Linked DNA regions of Bombyx mori: region 1 is linked to region 2. A link is a contact called in public Hi-C data. All regions are on one chromosome and are shown on one strand. Each heading gives the region's core, a stretch centred on a gene start, on an enhancer-like site or on the middle of the called end of the contact. The rest is flanking DNA. Distances are from core to core; before and after follow the strand shown.

Region 1 (4,574 bases), core at 291-2,790, 75 kb before region 2:
ACTAGACACTACTTTGGTCAACGAGTATTCCTTATACTAAATATATGCTTTATCAATTTTAATGGTTAATAAAGTTTTTTGTTTGCTATTAAGAAATTGGAAGGGACGATTTTTACATACATAGATTTCGTCTAAGCTTTGGAAAGTTTACTGGAATAAATGAAACTAGTTGTTCCCTTGGTAGTGGAAATTCGACTATAGTTAATTGAAATTATAAGCTTCAACATTATTATGGTTCTATAATATTATCAGACTTATTATATTTCTATAATCACAGATTTCGCCAGTACTATTAAAGACAAACAATATTAATCTATTCTCAATTTGACCACAGACTTTAAACAATAACAAAAGTTTGACAATAAACGAAGAGTATTTAAGTGTGTGTCAAATACATGGCAGTGTGTGTCATGTTTCTTTTATTGATTTAATGGATTTTTTTAGGCATAATGAAAAAAAATATTAACATTCTACACTCCTTCTCTATGTTCTCTATAAGTGTGGGAAATTTCATATTCCTCCGTCTTCGCAATTTTCTTAAAAAGGGATACAAAGTTTTTGCTTCACGTATTAATATAATAGATTAAGCAATAGTGAATATTGGTTTATTTACCACTAGACGAGGGAGTCCTTGGAGACAGGGGTGGCGGGGGGGTCTCCGATATGGGAGACAGCGGCTCACAGGGTCGACCCGGACCTTGGAGTTGTACTGGAACTGAACATATTTAAGGTCAAAATTAATTGATTATGCAATTTCGAAAAGGGCACATCTCTGAAAATATAAAAAGTTCAGGAAATGAAAAAAACTGATTATTTTCTAAAGGAGTGTAAAATTTAAAATATTAACTTTTGAGATATATTTTAGTGTTAATTAGCAATTGAAGATTACTGGAATTATTATAAAATGGGTGTAGGTTAGCCTCAAAACTACATGTATATGAAAAAACCATATGTGACTGGTGGTAGGACCTCTTGTGAGTCCGCACGGGTAGGTATCACCACCCCGCCTATTTCTGCCGTGAAGCAGTAATGCGTTTCGGTTTGAAGGGTGGGATAGCCTTTGTAACTATACTGAGACCTTAGAACTTATATCTCAAGGTGGGTGGCGCATTTACCTTGTAGATGTCTATGAGCTCCAGTAACCACTTAACACCAGGTGGGCTGTGAGCTCGTCCACCCATCTAAGCAATAAAAAAAAATTCATCTTTAAGCTGTTCGTAAGTCAACTTCCGCAAACCCAAAAAACCGTTCGATTCTAAGCAACGAAGCACTCACTTGTAGCCAGGCCGGTGACTTCGTCCAGTCCGGTGGCCACGCCTATCCTCATTTCAGCCAGTTTCTCTTCCAGTTCTCGCTGCTGCCGTCTCTGTCTTTCGACCTAAAGGAGGCGCACAATAAAACCTAATTCTTATCCAGCTGTCCATCGGTGACCTCGCGCGTGAAAGCGAACGCCTGTCTGGTTAGCGAACTGACAGCGCCACGAGCCGAGGCGTGGGTTTCGCACGGATCCGATATAGTGACATGCGTTAGATATATATGTACCGATAACGCGACAAGTGGCCGGTACCGTGTGCTTAGTGCGAGTTTCTTAATGTTTTTTAACGTAGCGGTACTGGTGGTAGGACCTCTTGTTAGTCCGAGCGGGTAGGTACCCACCGCCCTGCCTATTTCTGCCGTGAAACAGTAATGCGTTTCGGTCTGAAGAGTAGAGCAGCCGTTGTAACTATACTGAGATTTTAGAAATTATATCTCAAAGTGGGTGGCGCATTTACGTTGTAGATGTCTATGGGCTCCAGTAACCACTTAACACCAGGTGGGCTGTGAGCTCGTCCACCCATCTAAGCAATAAATATAAAAAAAATCTCGATAGCGTAAAAGTTAAGCCAATTTTGTATGCAGTTGGAACATTCCATTCCATACAAATATAAGCTAACTTTTACGCTATCGAGAACGTTAAAAAACTCGCACTAAACACACTGGTTATTTTTTGCGTCGATTTTTCACGAGTACATCTTTACTAGTGGTAGGACGTCTTGTGAGTCCGCACGGGTAGGTACCACCACCCTGCCTATTTCTGCCGTGAAGCGTTTCGATTTGAAGGGTGAGGCAGCCATTGTACTGTAAAAACTGAGACCTCATATATCAAGGTAGGTGTCAGCGTTAACGTTGTAGATGTCTGTAGGCTCCGGTAACCACTTAATACCGGGTGGACCGTGAGCTCGTCCACCGACCTAAGCTATATAAAAAAAAGATGCAAGCCGAACTTTACTGGAACATAGTTTGTTGATTGGACCAGTCTCAACATTTCGGTATTTAACACAAGTGACTTAGTCCTCATGCATCTACATTATCGGGTACTCGTTCTGTGGACTGTTAAAACTGTTTGTCTGCCCAAGTACACTAATAAAAAGACGATACTACAAATAGATCCTGATGGTTTTTTTTTACACAATACCGATCTAAACTATCTTTTAGCCTACTATTAGGGTTTGATCTCACGTTTTCATTGTCATTTTATTTTTTATGACTTTTGCAAATATGTATTACGTTTAAGACTGAATTGTAACAGTAGCTTTAATTATGTATACGACTCGCCAAAACCTAAGGAAATATATTGGAGTATATTGGATTTTAATTATACTATCGATAAATTTTAATTGATACTATGTGAGAGTGATTCTAATGATAAAAAATTTGTTCACCTGGTGGTAAGAGGGCGGTGGTGGTGGTGGACTGGCCGATGACAAGCTGCTTCGTGGCGACAAAGAGGGCTGGGATGGCGAACTGCTTGCGCCTGGAGTTACGCTGTCCGCGTTGTAACTGGTGCCTCGTAATAATCTGAAGTAAAGTATTTTTTTATTAAATTACCACTTTTGGATTTTATGCAAACCCTCCTCTTTTTCGTGTAAATCTGCGTTCCTTCTTCAACGGTTGGTAAGTCGCAATTCTAATCTCTCAAGCTCAATACAACCGCTTAACTTCAAGGAGGGCCATAGCAACAAATTACAAAAAAAAAAAGTTGTTTTGCAATCGGTACATAAAATCGTTCTCACCTTTCGACTCTCCGATGTAGATCCACCATATCGATAGGCTTGTCAGTTTGAAACGAGCTCGCGATCTGCGGCCCGCCGTATATGTCCGTGAAACTGATCCCTGAACTCAGAGATCCTTTGCTGCTCGCCGTCGATAGCGATCCCAGACTGGAACTGCTAGACACCGACAGTGTGCTCGCCGATAATGTCTTCAACTGTCCTTCTAAAGTCGTCATTGACGTTAACGCATCTTTCAATTGTTGGAGCAACAATTGCTTCTCTTCGTGTAGCCTCAAACGGTCCGCGATGCACTTGTTGGACATCTCGAAGGCATTCTTCAAGTCCTGCTCTAGCCTTTTGCATTCAGATTGTATGTCGCTCATCTCTTGCTTCGATCTCGTTCTCGGCGTGATGCTTCTTAACTCCCGTAGCAATTGTTCCTTCTCTTGGAATAGCAACAAACGGTCCTTGTCTGATTCCGCTTGTCCTGGTTGGACTTTGTCCTCCAAATCCGCCAGCTGTTGTTGGATTTGTTGTATCCTTTTCCTAGCTTCGTCGTACTGGAGGCGAACCCGCGCCATTTCAGCTAATCTCGTACCTATAGGCACTAAATCGGCACACAGATCAGTTTGCGATGCGGTGCTTAGTTTCTCTTGAGGGAAACTCAAGGTGGAAGATAAGTCTGGCGATGCATCTCCCAGTTGTAGTCTCGTCAGATCGTCTTTTAATTTTGCCAGAGACTGCATTAAGTCTGCTTTCTCCTTTTCACCGGAGGTTAATGATTTTTGTACGTTCTTTAGCTCAGTCATTATAGCCTGAGCTTCGGTTATGTTGTAGCAACCTTGTTGTGCGCTAAGTTTTTGCTCGACCCTGAAATACAAGTTTTTATCAAATAATCAGATTTACAAGGTTTACAATCCACCATATTTCTTAAAACGTTCCAAATACTAACTCAGCCAATGTATCGACGCCTCGTCTTGCACTAGCTACTTCTGCTCGAGCCTGCCTCAACTCTTTCCTTAGTTGAGCGACGCGGCCTCTAGCCTGTGTCACTTCTGAGCGAAGCAGCTCGGGGTCGTGTCGGGAAGTCGTTGACGTTGTTGTCATTGAGGTGGTTGATGAACAAACTGTAGGTACGAAGGCACGAGATAAGTACAACGGATCCAATGAAAATTAGCAGATTTCATCACAATCTTTGATGATTCATTGCATATTCTCTCCACGGCGTCGCATCCGCTCAATGACACCCTAATAAAATAATGACAAACCAAGAATATTTTTTATTGCCGTTGTATGCAGGCCAGCATATTTCCCACCTTACGGCCTGGCCACGGGGATCGGCGGTGCGAACAGCGAAGCGGTGGACGAGGCGACCATTCGCGCAGCACCGTTTGCAGGCCACGGGTACTCACGTTCGCCGCCGCGACTAGTAAGGAAGTCCGACAGCGAAATGTCTATATCGAAATTATCTCGATATTGGTTACAAATTAATAGTTTTTTGGTTCAGGACCTATTATTTGGAAAATATTGTGAAGTACATGA
Region 2 (3,989 bases), core at 1,440-3,939:
GGCGATTATTTCGTTATAAACGACAGTCGGCCCGACTCCGAAGCGAGACTTACATGTGCCTGGAAATTGCTCGTTCTAGCGAGCCAACATTCTTGAGGTAGGTAGATAATTGCATTCCGACAAAAGTACGCGGGGCATTTAACTGCGTAACGGACGTGAGGGAGCATTTTTCATAGTATTACGTTTAAGTTGAACGTATAAGGTTAATAACGTCGTATGCGCAAGACTTGGCCGGTTTATTTTTAGAATTAATAAATTGGTTTAGTGGCTCGGTTTATTGTGTGCGCGTTTCGCACATGTATGCATGTAGACCGAGTGACATCCGCGGTGGCTTCGCTGAGCGCGCTGAATTCTAGGTCAATTTTGACTGTCGTTGCTCTTTTACCCATCCACTTAGCATTCTTTTTAAAACAATACGTTAAGTAGGTGGTGCCGTGTCGTTTCGTCTATTGAAAAGAATTGCTATAACATTCACGAAAACTGAGGCAAAATTCAGACAAAAAAAATCGATTATCGCGCAAATGCGACTCGGCGTTCAAATATGCGAATCTGATAAAATTCAATTACAAATAAACAAAAAAAAAGAAAAAGAATTACGATATGCTAAGTTGGTTACCACGTCTCGAATGTCGTTCTGTAATGTAGACCGCGCGGAATGCAATTCGCCAAAACGTTCAATAAAAATGCAACTTTATGTTTCCTGTGTCCGCAACGAATTTTATCGTGATGTCAATGTACCTCGGTATACCTACTTACATATAATATATGTCTAACCCTGATCCTCATTAATTTAAGCGTTCCTTTTCTATTGACATTACAACACAAATAAATATATTTTAATGCAGTACAACTATAGTAGGCATTTGCAGGATAAAATTGATATTAGATACTCTTTAAGGTACCTCAAACACCTTCTTATTTGTGCTGACAATGTAATGCAGTTTCTATCGTTTTTAACAATTAAAAAAATGTTTGTCTGTTATTATGAAAAGTGAATATAATTTTGTTCTATCAAAGTTTTGATGGTTTGACTAGGTGCACCCGCAGGTCCACCTGAGTTAAATTTCAATAAATAATATGAACAAACTTTCATTACTGGCTCACTTTACAATAGTCTGCATTTACTCTTAATTTGATTTCTCTGGCTTCTATTATTCTTGTCAAATCTTCTAATGTAGATTCAAATTTTAAGGCGAATAATAGGCTTACATACCATCAAAAGTTCAAACATCAAAGTCAGCGGTTACGTAGTTTTTGCGTAATTCACGAACAAATGAAAATCGTTTATTTAAGGTCAAGTCAAGACACCATAGAAATATCGTTTTTTTTTTTGTATATGTATAGAAAAATCGATGTAAGCATGTCATTGTATCTATCGATAGATCGATGTAAGCATCGTCAAGAGCAATATTTTAAGACAATTTATTAATGTAACTCGTCAGGTATGTATGTATATTATACCCATAACAGCCACGAAGAATAGTAGCAGACTTGATCGGTATTTAATAGGGATGTGTTGTGCAGCACCTGCACTTCGACGTCGTTGTGAAGGGGGTGTGGGGAAACGGCAGTGGGGTACGCGGGGGTATGCAGCTTTAGAAAGGCGCGACCATCGCCGCAGGCCCGGGCCGCATTCTACGGCCTGTCATTCACACCGCGCGACTTGCCTATGCATTGCATTCCATCTCCCACCGCGTACTCCACGCACTGCCCTCATAGGAACACACGCACACTACACCACTACCTGACACTCCTAGTTCTAACGAACCACTTTCGTTCGAATTATCATCAACAAAATATTTTGTTGTACCAACCGTTTAGCTAAATGTAAATAATGTTAATGTGGATTAGGCCAGTGGCCTAATTTAAGCGTTTTTGTTAAAAGTCTGTTCACATGTCCTCAGAATACAACAAAGAGTTAACACAAATTCCAAAGGATAACAAATGATAACCATAATTTGTGTTAAACTCATTTGTTGTCACTGAATTGTGGAATGTCGTGTGAAATCGAGGTTATTGCGCATTCTCTTCACTAGAGCGCAGTAGCGTCGCGACGAGAATACAGTTTGTTTTTCATGATTTATTCTATTTTAGAGCTATTATTAACACTTCTAGCTTCTCTACCATTCAGTGCACCTTTCGGCCCTTTGATCAGTACTCTAAAATGTTTCATCCTAATGTAGAAAACATTATAAATCACATTGGAATGTAAAGTTTTGACATGGGGCTCTTACGGGTTAACACTTCTCTTTGGGAAACTTACCTGTCTCGCGGGTCGATCCACGTCGTTTTTCTGTTGTTATGATCGATGAAATAAAGTTTTCCGTCAAAGTCCCTTGCATAATCCCATCCGTCGGGCAAGGGCATCTCACCGTTTCGTCTCCTTGGCATATTTCACTGATTAAATCCATTCAAACGAGTAACGAAGCACACTCGCGAACTAGCTACACGGCCATGTTGAATACCTCATTACGAGGTGTGACGTCACGCGGGATCAGCCAATGGCGGCGAAGGGTCCCCACGATGGAATGCGGCGCGTACACGAGAGCGAACACACGAAGCGGTTCCGTACGTCACTCGAACGACAATAACAACGCTAACGACCGCACCACGCGAGCCCGCGGCGCTGACTGAACCCCACCGCCGCGCCGCGCCGCCACGTTATCACAGCGCATGATAATATTCACTACCAGAAGGTAACTCCTGGTGGTTAGATGCATTCCTTAACCACCTATTGTTTACATTACATGGTCTACTACCGTCTGATACAACGTACGCGACGCGGATACTGCAAAGCCAGCTCGCTGTATGCTAAAAGTACGTGTGTATTTGCAGTGTACCCATTGAATCTATTTACGATTCTACTGTATAAATATGTTTACTCGAGTATGTATGTATAGACTATATACAATGCATTCCGTACCGTAGATTTGAGATACTTACAATACACTGGTATCTACAAGTTTAAACATGATTTAAATACCTGCCTATTTTATAGGTGTAATACCAACATAAAAAACGTAAAATTCTGATTATGATGCATACATTAAAGCAAAATACATTTATTCTTAATAGCTTGACGACTGTCACGTAAAAAGGTTTCCAGTAAACAGGATAATGATGAAGGTCCACAGCTCATTACATTACCTACATAATTTTGTTCATCAAATTGACCGTGGAGATTGGAATAGAGACTCTGTTCAAGCCTAGAATCCTCAGAGCTGTGAAAATGTAGATTACGTTTTACTGTGGTTTTATTTTTTAATTTGATTTTATAGAACATTCAAGTTTTTATTTTTTATTTTAAAGCTACCCAGAAAATTTCGTTGAAAATGATGCTAATATTTTTTACACGTCGTGAAATTTTGAAATGTGTTGAATACATTCGTTTGTTTTGGTTCCAATCGGCTTTTTTACTGTCACGCTATGAGAATTGCATGTGGAATGTAAAACTAATGGAATAATATCCAATTCTGTACCGTACTTATATAAAAATAATATGTATAAGTGTAGGTATCTTCGGCAGACGAGTAAGCCATGACGATTTATGGCGATGACCTCAACAACACTAAAACTGCCATACCTTGTTACCTCTGCTAAAACTAAAAACAGTGGTAAGTACGGATCCTCAAAAGTATAATAGTTTAATAATAATTATGAAAGCGGTAGTTACCGTAGGTACTTATGGACGCAGAGGGGCTGCACCTTCTTTTCTTTTTTTAGCACCCTTGTAGGCAGACGGGCATACAGCCTACCTGATGGTGAGTAGTTAGCGTCGCTCACATATTTCAGCAATTCCTGGGGCAGAGTCAAGTCGCTGCCTACCGTTAAGTACTTTCCATAAGTGTCGTTTGAATAATTCATGATATCAGAGGTAAGAATAGTATAATAAATGAATATGATTTTTTGATTATATAGATGGGTGTACGAGCTCATGGGTAACTTGGTATGAAGTGGTCATCAGAGCCCATAGACATTAACAACTTAAA

The links. Hi-C and Micro-C count contacts between places; a contact is called where the count stands out from the background.
Region 1: a Hi-C map of midgut shows a contact between it and region 2, with 2.5 times the contacts expected there. The contact joins the enhancer-like site here to the promoter of LOC101747103 in region 2. A contact is called at or near these places in 3 of 7 Hi-C or Micro-C datasets (midgut, posterior silk gland and whole pupa).

The regions. Positions count from the first base shown.
Region 1 is chr14:6,099,402-6,103,975 of ASM3026992v2, reverse strand. LOC101747103 (protein kibra) reads right to left here. Exons shown (of 20, transcript XM_004922644.5): 5 at 3,985-4,159; 6 at 3,054-3,902; 7 at 2,703-2,838; 8 at 1,276-1,378; 9 at 614-715. Among protein-coding and RNA genes, the nearest start is that of LOC101740122, 36 kb to the left of the region's middle. Within about 2 kb of position 1,540, at least 6 of the 8 cell types and tissues checked have open chromatin away from gene starts, as enhancers often do.
Region 2 is chr14:6,025,998-6,029,986 of ASM3026992v2, reverse strand. It overlaps LOC101747103 (protein kibra), which reads right to left and starts at 2,689. Exons shown (of 20, transcript XM_004922644.5): 1 at 2,264-2,689. The coding sequence starts at 2,391.